2 separate regions of the Mus musculus genome follow, and region 1 is linked to region 2. A link is a contact called in public HiChIP or PLAC-seq data. All regions are on one chromosome and are shown on one strand. Each heading gives the region's core, a stretch centred on a gene start, on an enhancer-like site or on the middle of the called end of the contact. The rest is flanking DNA. Distances are from core to core; before and after follow the strand shown. Region 1 overlaps Lca5l (Leber congenital amaurosis 5-like). Region 2 holds the start of Hmgn1 (high mobility group nucleosomal binding domain 1).

Evidence for each region. HiChIP or PLAC-seq counts read pairs in DNA pulled down with a chosen protein or histone mark.
Region 1: an H3K4me3 HiChIP or PLAC-seq map of the SCID.adh cell line shows a contact between it and region 2, with 12 read pairs. The contact joins the enhancer-like site here to the promoter of Hmgn1 in region 2. A contact is called at or near these places in 1 of 39 promoter capture datasets (embryonic stem cells), 3 of 15 datasets of contacts at CTCF or cohesin (embryonic stem cells, large pre-B cells and pro-B cells), 48 of 484 Hi-C or Micro-C datasets (the AML12 cell line, the Ba/F3 cell line, the G1E-ER4 cell line and 14 more), 9 of 115 datasets of contacts at active chromatin or transcription factors (the HPC-7 cell line, the SCID.adh cell line, embryonic stem cells and 1 more) and 3 of 9 other capture datasets (adipose tissue, liver and pancreatic islet).

The regions. Positions count from the first base shown.
Region 1 is chr16:96,163,009-96,167,872 of GRCm38.p6, forward strand. It overlaps Lca5l (Leber congenital amaurosis 5-like), which reads right to left. Exons shown (of 11, transcript NM_001001492.2): 7 at 908-992. Among named protein-coding and RNA genes, the nearest start is that of Get1, 20 kb to the left of the region's middle. Within about 2 kb of position 2,518, at least 6 of the 459 cell types and tissues checked have an H3K27ac peak or open chromatin away from gene starts, as enhancers often do. A contact at or near this core is called in the SCID.adh cell line, where this site is marked.
Region 2 is chr16:96,124,764-96,129,556 of GRCm38.p6, forward strand. Hmgn1 (high mobility group nucleosomal binding domain 1) reads right to left here and starts at 2,962. Exons shown (of 6, transcript NM_008251.3): 1 at 2,827-2,962; 2 at 2,669-2,698; 3 at 2,548-2,577; 4 at 2,390-2,440; 5 at 1-82. The coding sequence starts at 2,841.

The DNA.
Region 1 (4,864 bases), core at 1,268-3,767, 38 kb after region 2:
GTTGACATTGTGATAGACCAAGCCACTGCCACATCATGCCAGAGCTCCAGAGGCCTGGTGAGGAGGTTGTCCATGATGCGAACAAGAGCCATGACCGCCAAAACGGTCTCATGCCCATGGCAGGTTCACTGTCTAGTCTGGTGGGCATTGCTCAGGATTATAATCCACAGTCAGTGGAGGGCAAGAAATTGGGGTTGATGCCTTTGAAAGCAGGCCTAGCTGCTGCTCCTGCATTAGAGGTGAGGGCCTGCTGTGCCTTACCTGAGCAGACCCAGTGGCTGGGAGAGGTGCAGTGAATATGAGCACATTCTGTCTTATAGGGCAAAGTGCAGGACAGGAGCACCAGCCTGGAGCCTCGGTGCTTAAAACACAGGACAGAGCAGTGCTGTGTCGGGGTCTACAGAGAACTACGCTGTTGTTCGGGGAGGTCAGAGACTGCTTGGGCAGCTGCTTAGAGCCAGAGGGGGACTTCCTGGGTGTGGTGTGGGCGGTGGGAGATGTGCTTTTGACCAGAGTGATGGTTACATGGCTGTAAGAATTTGCCTGAATCCACTGACCCTGAAGGCTGATGTAGGTATGTGTTATAAAATGCACATCAGACAACTTTCATGCTCAGAAGCTGCCAGCCACTGGTATATAGCTCTCCTTAGAGAGCTCCGATGGGCAGTTATTTTGTGTCTCTTTCATCTGAGGTGGGGCGGAAGGGACTGAGCCCAGCAGGAGCAAAAGCATTGCTGGTTCTTTGTGACAATATCACAGCTCCATTATTTTGTTCTAAAGTCACAAAATGCATGCCTGCTCCCAGTCAAGTTCCTGTTAAAGGCCCTACCATTTTGCCTGTATAAATTAGGAAAATACCTGCAGATACTTGAAAACAAATTTTTGGGAAGGAGGGACTAAACCATACCTTTCGGATAGTCTTCCTTATCATTTAAGTTTTTGAGTATTCGATTCGTATAGATGTTTTTGATCTCCAGCTCACGGTCCTTCTCCTGAAAAGAGCACTGTGTCAGTATCCCGCGAGCAACTGCTTTATAAACCTAGACTTACAAGACCAATTCAAGAGGAGGTCACTGGTCCGTAAGGGAAAAGTGAAATAAAATCAAAATCCAGTCCTCAGTCACTCTGGCCGTACTTAGTGACCATGGTACTGGAGAGCAGAGATCAAGCCCTTTATGCTGGCACCTGTCACGTGGGCAACACACACTGGTAAGGCTGACAACAAGGCCACTGCTCTGCTTTAAACCCCAACAAGAATGGTTTTAAATCATGGCAAAGCAAAAGCTTTGAAGGTCTTAACTTGTTGGGGGGGCGGTAAGAAAAGGACTAAGACCCTGATGCAATCCTGTTATACATGGAGACAAGCCTGCTGCCCTGCTGGGCTCCACCACTGCCTCTGAGATCATCTCCATATCAGTGAAGGAAACATTACAGCATATCTATATCATCTCTATCTCTATGTCATCTATATCTATATCATATCTATATCATATATCTATATCTATCTATATCTGCACCACGTGTGAGCTTGGTGTCTGTGAAGGCCAGAAGAGGGCATCAGATCCCTGGAAGTGCAGTTATTAATATTATGAGCTCCACATGGGTGCTGGGTTAACCCCATGTCCTCTGCAAGAGCAGTTAGTGCTGCTAACCTTTCAGGAATCATTCCAGTCCTTTATTTATTTATTTTTCTTAAGATTATTTCATTTATATGAGTACACTGTAGCTGTCCTCAGACACACCAGAAAAGGGCATCAGATCCCAATCCAGATGGTTGTGAGCCACCATGTGGTTGCTGGGAATTGAACTCAGGACCTCTAGAAGAGCAGTCAGTGCTCTTAACCACTGAGCCATCTCTCCAGTCCCTTTATTTATCTTTTTAAAAAAAGATTTACATGTTTTATGTAAGTATACTGCTGCTGTCTTCAGACACACCAGAAAAGGGCATCAGATCTCATTACAGATGGTTGTGAGACACCATGTAGGTGCTGGGAATTGAACTCAGGACCTCTGGAAGAGCAGTTGGTGCTCTTAACCACTGAGTCACCCCCCTATCCTTTATTTTTTATGCTCCATTTAATCACAACATTTTGAGATGTATGGACATGGATGAGAAATATTTTTTTCTAGAATGTATGTCTCCAGAAACAACGTATTATGGTCCATATTTCCCTTTCCTGCTTTGTCGTATTTTAACATTTTGCTCAGAGACTAGAAATGCCAACAGTTTACAGCTGTGATAACCAGGTCCATGGAGGCCAGGAGAAGGTACCAGATCTAGAGCCAGTTAAGGTGGTTGTGAGCTGCCATGTGGGTGCTGGGAGCCAAACCTGACTCCTCTGCAAGAGCAGCCAGTGCTCACAACGGCTGAGCTGTCTCTCCAGCCCTAGACTAACTGTTGCTCACACTGCTTTCTGTGAAGATTTCAGTGTTTGTTTACAAGGGCACATGCTTTGGTGGCTGGAAGGTTTAGTCCTGTCTCTTGGTTTGGCTTGAGATTTATCTCAGCAGCAGATGGAGTGGCTGCTGATGAGCTGATGCAGGTCTGAGTGGGGAGCAACATGAGGGAGAGTCTCCTTTGGGCATAGGGAAGAAGGTTGGGCTGGGCCAAAGCGGGCTAAGGTAACAGTTTATCACACAATCTAGGATACTTGTGTGGTTAACCAAGAGAAAGGAAAGGGACCACTGTTAAAATAACTTTTATTCACCTGCTATAACTGTCCTCTCTGAGACCTCTTTGTCTGCTAACGTAGGCCTAGTCCTGGAAGCTTCTAGCCTCTATTCAACCTTATCTAGACCTAGAATGTTTTCAGCCTCTGAGTCTTACTGCTGAGTAAGCCCTCCCTTTCTAGCTTTTTCTGAATTCTGGCTGGCTCCTCAACCCATCTGTTCTGGCTCAAATTCCTTTCCAATCTGGCTGATTCTATCTGGCTTCTCTCTCGGTCTCTGACTGATTTGCTCTGCTTGACCTCATGCTAATTTTGGCAATCTGTTCTAATCTGCTAGCTCCTTTTTATTCTCTGGCTCATTCTGTCTTTGCCTGTGTCTAGCTAGTTCTCTCTGCAACCTGTCTCTGTAGAGCTATTCCAGTAAAACTGAGCCCCTCTCTGCATGGCTCCCTCAAGTAGATCCTATTCTGTCAATTCTTTCTCTGATTCATCACTCTGTCTGCCACTCAATTAGACGTCACCTTCAAATACGGGTGCTCCCTTTTGTAAACTGACTTTACCTTCATTGTTTGAGATTAAAGGTGTGTGCTAAGGGCTGAGCCGCACCATAACACAGTCTCAGGGTTCATAGTGTGATCACATATCCTGCCACAGACCACAGAGGACAAGGGCTCATGGATGGATTCACAGCCAAGATTACCCTGAGCTCACAGGGGATCCCGTCAACTAAGCGTGAAGGGAGGAGGTGGTATCTTGTTCGGTGCTCTCTGGGGCTTGCCTGTAAGCCCAGGCCCCAGCATCTCACTTGGGAGCTGTGGAGGCTGGTATCCATCTTCATAGTTAATCTCATACTTCGGTGATGGGCTTTGATTTGTGGCGATGACTCTGGAAATGAGGCTACTGTACAGAAACAGATATCCTGGGATCTTGGGACCAGACATTATGAACTTGGGCTTATGTGGTAGATTATAGTGTCCTGAAATTGGCACACTTTCTGGTCCCTGCACTCTTCCACAGCAGGAGTTTACTACCCATCTCCACTCATGAATGGAGGCAGATGAGAGGCTCTGTGACTTCGAGGCGGAGTTCATACCGGCTGAATGACCTAGGATCTTAGCTGTTAATTGGCACTAGTGCAGATACAGGAGTGAGCCTTCTGGCATGTTTATCTTCCAGCCTGTGAACCATCTGTACTCAAGCCAGGAGGGCTACAGATGTGCTGTCTGGCAAGTCCTGCCTAAACTATAGATCTGTAAATAAAATTGTCATTTCATAAATCATTGATGTTTGAAAGTAATTTTTTTTTCCGAGACAGGGTTTCTCTGTGTAGCTCTGGCTGTCCTGGAACTCACTCTGTAGACCAGGCTGGCCTCGAACTCAGAAATCCACCTGCCTCTGCCTCCCAAGTGCTGGGATTAAAGGCGTGTGCCACCACCGCATGGCTTTGAAAGTAATTTTTTTTTTTTTTTTTTAAAGATTTATTTATTTATTATATGTAAGTACACTGTAGCTGTCTTCAGACACTCCAGAAGAGGGAGTCAGATCTTGTTACAGATGGTTATGAGCCACCATGTGGTTGCTGGGATTTGAACTCCTGACCTTCGGGAGAGCAGTCGGGTGCTCTTACCCACTGAGCCATCTCACCAGCCCTGAAAGTAATTTTTAAAAATAACTTTTAGAAATGATTTTGTAATTTATGTTATGAGTGCTCTATCTGCAGGTACAACTTCATGCCAGAAGAGGGCATCAGACTTCATTTTAGATGGTTGTGACTCACTATGTGGTTGCTGGGAATTGAACTCTGGACCTCTGGAAGAGCAGCCAGTGCTCTTAACCCCTGAACCATCTCTCTGGTGTCTGAAAGTAGTTTTATGCAACATAATAATGAGAATGGTCTAGAATATAACACCCTTAAAATTTCTATCCTGTTGCCCTTGGTTTATTATCAGGGATGACTACAGTGGAGGCATCTACAGGTTAAACTCATTTGCCCAGATGACTTGTGCTGGTGGATATAAAAAAATACATCCAGTTTTTCCTCCCAGCCCATGTTCCCAGAATGACAACTCTCAGACTAATTATTTATTAACAAATGAATGCCATAAGCTTTGACTTGTTCTCTGACTTGCTCTTAACTTATTTTCCCTTGTATCCTAACCCGGGTTCAGCTACGTGGCTGGTTTCCCTTCTTTGTT
Region 2 (4,793 bases), core at 1,712-4,211:
TTTGCTGGTCAGCCACGTCAGCCTGTTTGCCCTTCGCTCCCCTCTTCCCTTTTATCTGCACTTTTTTGTCTGATGCTTTATCCTAAAACAAGAGAAGAGACATTTTATAAACTTTTCGGATATCTTGACACCTCACACAGCCTCCATATTAGACAATTTGAGATCCACCCCAACAAGGACACAGTGTATGCTGAGGACTTCTAAATCTTGTCATTAGCTGGGATTAAACCTTAAGCCTGCGCTGCACTTCTCCACAGCACCATCACCACACACGAGAGATTAATGCAAAGGCTTGTAACCCTACCGGTCCTCAAATTCTTTTAAGCATGAATAATCTAGTTGCCACACAACAGCCACTGGCTTGACAAGACTTGTACCCACACATGGAAGACTATTTGCCTTCATGCACCTTCCTGTAAGTCATGCTATCTGCCAGTTTCTTCCTTGCTTGATAACTACAAAAATCAATTTTTGAGTTATTTTTATTTGCTTAAAGAATCTGTAAGGCATAGATATTATCATGAGGACATAACTTTTGGGTTTTTATTTTTTTTTGGTTTTTGAGACAGGGTTTCTCTGTGTAGCCCTGGCTGTCCTGGAACTCAGAAATCCACCTCTGCCTCCCGAGTGCTGGGATTAAAGGCGTGCGCCACCACTGCCCAGCTCATGAGGACATAACTTAAACATCAAGCCTAAGACCTGAGTTCTCCACATGTACATGGAAGTGAGAATGAACAGTTCTGATCTGCACAGGCTGTGGCATAAGAGCACTCCAATAAGCAAATGCAATAAAAGCCAAACCCCCTATGGGTACTGGTGATTTCACACCTTAAAGGGTCTCAATATAAACAAGCAAACCACGGTGTAACAATGTGTGTGTGTCTGTGTGTAGCACCTTATAGTAGAGTGGCTATTTATCCATTATTGCCAGATGCCCACTTGGGTATGATCCCTGCACCAGCAAAAAAGCATAAAATGCCTGGGCTCTGTGTAATGATGCACTTTTAATCCCAGCACTAATTCGAAAGAGGCAAGCAAAGCTCTCTTGAGTTCGAGGCTAGTTAGGGCCACACATGAAAGCCCACCTTCCCAAATATGTATACATAAGATACCTGTAAGCTATATGTATGATTAAGCCTTTGAAATGTTTACTTCTAAAGAGTGACCCAAGTGTATACTACTAGTTAGGTAATTAAAGAAACTAGGCATAAAAGTTTAGCGGAAATATAAAAATGAAGCCCTTCTCCCAAGTTTTTCTTTGGGAAAGCCAAAGGAAATCTGTTTCTTAAGCATGGTGGCCAGGTGTCAGGATGCATGCATGTCACCCCATTAGGTAAGAGGGACTGGAAGGCAGGCAAAAGGAAAGACAAAACACTTACCAACTCATTGCCCAAAAGAAGAAAATGGTTAATTGCTGCAGCAAACCTACTTAAGTCAAGCCTAAACTGCTCTTATCTTAAACTTTATAAGCAGCTCAAAATATAAACAAAAACATTAGAGGGAAATAGGTACGAATGCCCAAGTTTATACATACAGAAGAGACGGGGGACAGAAATATACAGACACTCCTTAGACCCTCAGGCAGTCTTCATGTCAGGATTGCTGCCCTGCTCTAGCCCAAGAAAGTCTAGTCCACATTACCACCATTCCTTGAAGCTGTATTTGAAAAGATCACAAACTATGACTTGAGAGATAGACGGTTCCCTGGCTAAGTTAAGTACTCAGCTGCTCTCCCAGAGGATCCAGGTTCAATTCCCAGCACTCACTTGGCAGCTCCAAACTATTAACTCTAAGTCCTCTTTTGGCCTCCAAAATGCACCTACCCACACACACAGGCAAAATACACACAAACATTTAAGGTAAAACGCCAACTAACTATGGGGAAAACAGTTCCTCCATTTTTACTCTGCTCCATAAAACGTCCTGGGCGGGGAAACTTTACTTTTAAACAACGTGCATACTTATGCGTCTGTGCATGCTCGGGCTGTGTCTGCAGAAGCCAGAAGAGGTTATCAGATCCTCTTATCCCTTGGAGCTGTCACTCAAGAGACTCAGGTCCCTCTGTAAGAGCATTGTGCATTCTTAACCAGTGAGTCATCTTCGGCTCATACAGGCTCTTGAGTTTTTGTGTTTTGCATGTACGTATGTGCACCGTGTACCTGCTGCTGGGAATCAGAAAAGGGCACGGATCCTCTGGGAACTGGAGGGACGGATGTTTCTGAGCTGTCCTGTGGGTGCTGGGAACTGAACTCAGGTCGTCTGCAAAGGCCATGTCGCTGCGGATGAGCGAACGGACTACATGCCGCCCCCACCCACCTTCCAGAAACCTCCCCAACACTTAGAACAACCTCAACTAAGCGGCCTGCCTGGACACCTTTTCGAAACCTACCTTTCCCGCGGCCTTTTTCGGCTTCGCGTCCACCTTGGCAGGGGCGGGCTTCTGGCAAGAGATAAATTAATAAAAGAAGGGGGTGTGAGGCGCTGAGCGGGCGAGCTGGGCCCGGCCCGCTCGCTCCCGTCCCGGCCCGGACCGAGCGCGGTACTTACGGCCGACAGCCTCGCGGAGCGGCGCTTGGGCTGCGGAGAGAAAGACGGGGTGAGCAGCGCATGTGAGCGGCACCCCACCGCCCGCCCCGATCCGCCCGGCCCACCCGAGGCCCGCACTCACCTCCGCCTTGGCGGCTCCATCCGCGCTAACCTGCAGGAGAAAGCACAGCGGAGAACAATGCGGCCGCGTGACGTCACGCCCAGCCGCCCGCACCCCGCGAAGATTCCAGAGCCCCTCAGACCCGAACCCTGCGGGCGCCGCGGCCCCGCCGCACTCACCTTCCTCTTGGGCATCGTGGCGGCGCGGGGTGGGAGACGCGTGCGTCGTCGGATCTGTCACCGAGGAGCCGCACTGCCAAGCCGCCGCCGCCACCACCACACGAACTGCTGCGACCCGTCGCGGGGGCGGTGGGAGAACCGGATGGAACCGGATTGGAGCCCGCCCCCTCTCCCCCCGCGCCTCCCCGCCAGCCGGGCCGCCCCCAGCCTCCATTGGCTGTCTAGGCCCACCGCGCGCGCCAGCGCCCCAGCCCTTGCTCCCGAATAGGCACGGCGAGCTGTCACTCCGCCGCATCGCCCCGCCCCCTGGCCCCCCACCCCTGCGGGCGCGACCCCGGCCGAGGGGCGGGCCGGAGTCGCCCGACCCCGCTAGGTAGTTTGTTTGAAGCCGACAGCAAAAGTGCGGCCTGCGCGCTGATAAGTGGGGGCGTGTCACGTGGCCTCAGCATCGCTTTCCCACAATGCTCCGGACCCCAGGCGCCCGCCCGCGGAGTCCACCCGCGGACCCCTCGGGTTCAGCAGTGCCTAGGCGTGATTTGCCATTCGCCCGGGAGGGCACAGGCGCAGCCAGCAGTGCGCAGGCGCGCGCGGGCCGGTCGCGCAGACTCAGGCTGTCCTACGCGCCTTTACTAGCCTATTTTTAGGTAACTATGTCTGTTTTAGGTCTTGCAGCTGTCTCGGGCTCTTGCCCTCCCCACTGCATGGACCCCTCCGTCCTGTGTTCAACTGTGTGCAGGAATCACATCGGCCCTTTACAGACCCAGTCCTTCGCGCAGCGGCGTCGGGTCTAGCTCCGACTTCCAGATTGCACCTTTTGTTTATGGAAGGCAGTTAATATTGAGTATACCTCAAGAATGCAGATAGCGGGCTGGGTACAAGAGTCCCACCCGCAGCCGTATTACTGCTGCTCAATTGTAAGAATTATCATATATGTCTTTGCCTACCATAAAACTTGTATTTAGGACAGGGAATTCGAATCTTTATCTCTTGCACCGTTTAAGATTTTTACACAAACGTTTTAATCCCCCTACCCAGTAAACCCTTGTTTCCCCAAAGGCCCACTGCTGTGTTCCTGGGATTAGATGGCTTGCAGCAGTGACTCTTTGTCGTTTGAGCCGCGACCCCGTTCCCTTCATCTGTGGTCCCATCTTTTCATGCATGCCAGACTGAATTAAGACTGTGAGGTCCTACCCCAACTAGTGGGGGAAAGACATTGACACCACTGGAGTTAAAACCAAATGCACTTCCTGTCCTTTGGTGTTTTAATCTCCTGATTTTACCCTCTTAAAAATAAAGTTTGCCCTTCCGGGAAGCCCACCAGAGATGACCACTCAGACACAGTTTATAGCCAATTGGAAGTCTTTCTTTCCCAGGATAGCCAGGGCCACATAGAGAAAATGTCTCAAATGACAAAGTCTATTCCAGCGGCTATTCTCAGGTATTCAGGGTTTAAGTGTAGCCTGGAGCATTTAGACCAAGGGGCTTTTAGAAGCAAAAGTTATATCCTGTTGTCTCCCTCTGTAGCTGCAGGGGAGGTTTGCAGAAGCAAGCAGTTAAAGAGCAGCTAAGGTAAGTTAGCTGGGGGCGTCTTGGCCTCTGGTCCTGGAATAGAGTTGGGCAGTTTTCTACAGGATTCTCCATCAAGGAGATCAAATTCTAGTTAAACCTGACATGGCCTGAGCAAGACTACAGATGAAAGAAGCTCTGCCCTGTCCTGCCCTGTCACACTCACATGTAAGATGGAGGAACCCCTGCCCTGTCACACTCACATGTAAGATGGAGGAACCCCTGCCCTGTCCTGCCCTGTCACACTCACATGTAAGATGGAGGAACCCCTGTCCTGTCCTGCCCTGTCACACTCACATGTAAGATGGAGGAAGCTCTGCACTGTTTTGCTAAGGACCAGGAATTTATTCTCTGTTTGATATTGGCTAAGCAGTTAAGGATGCATGGTCTCAGCATTATCT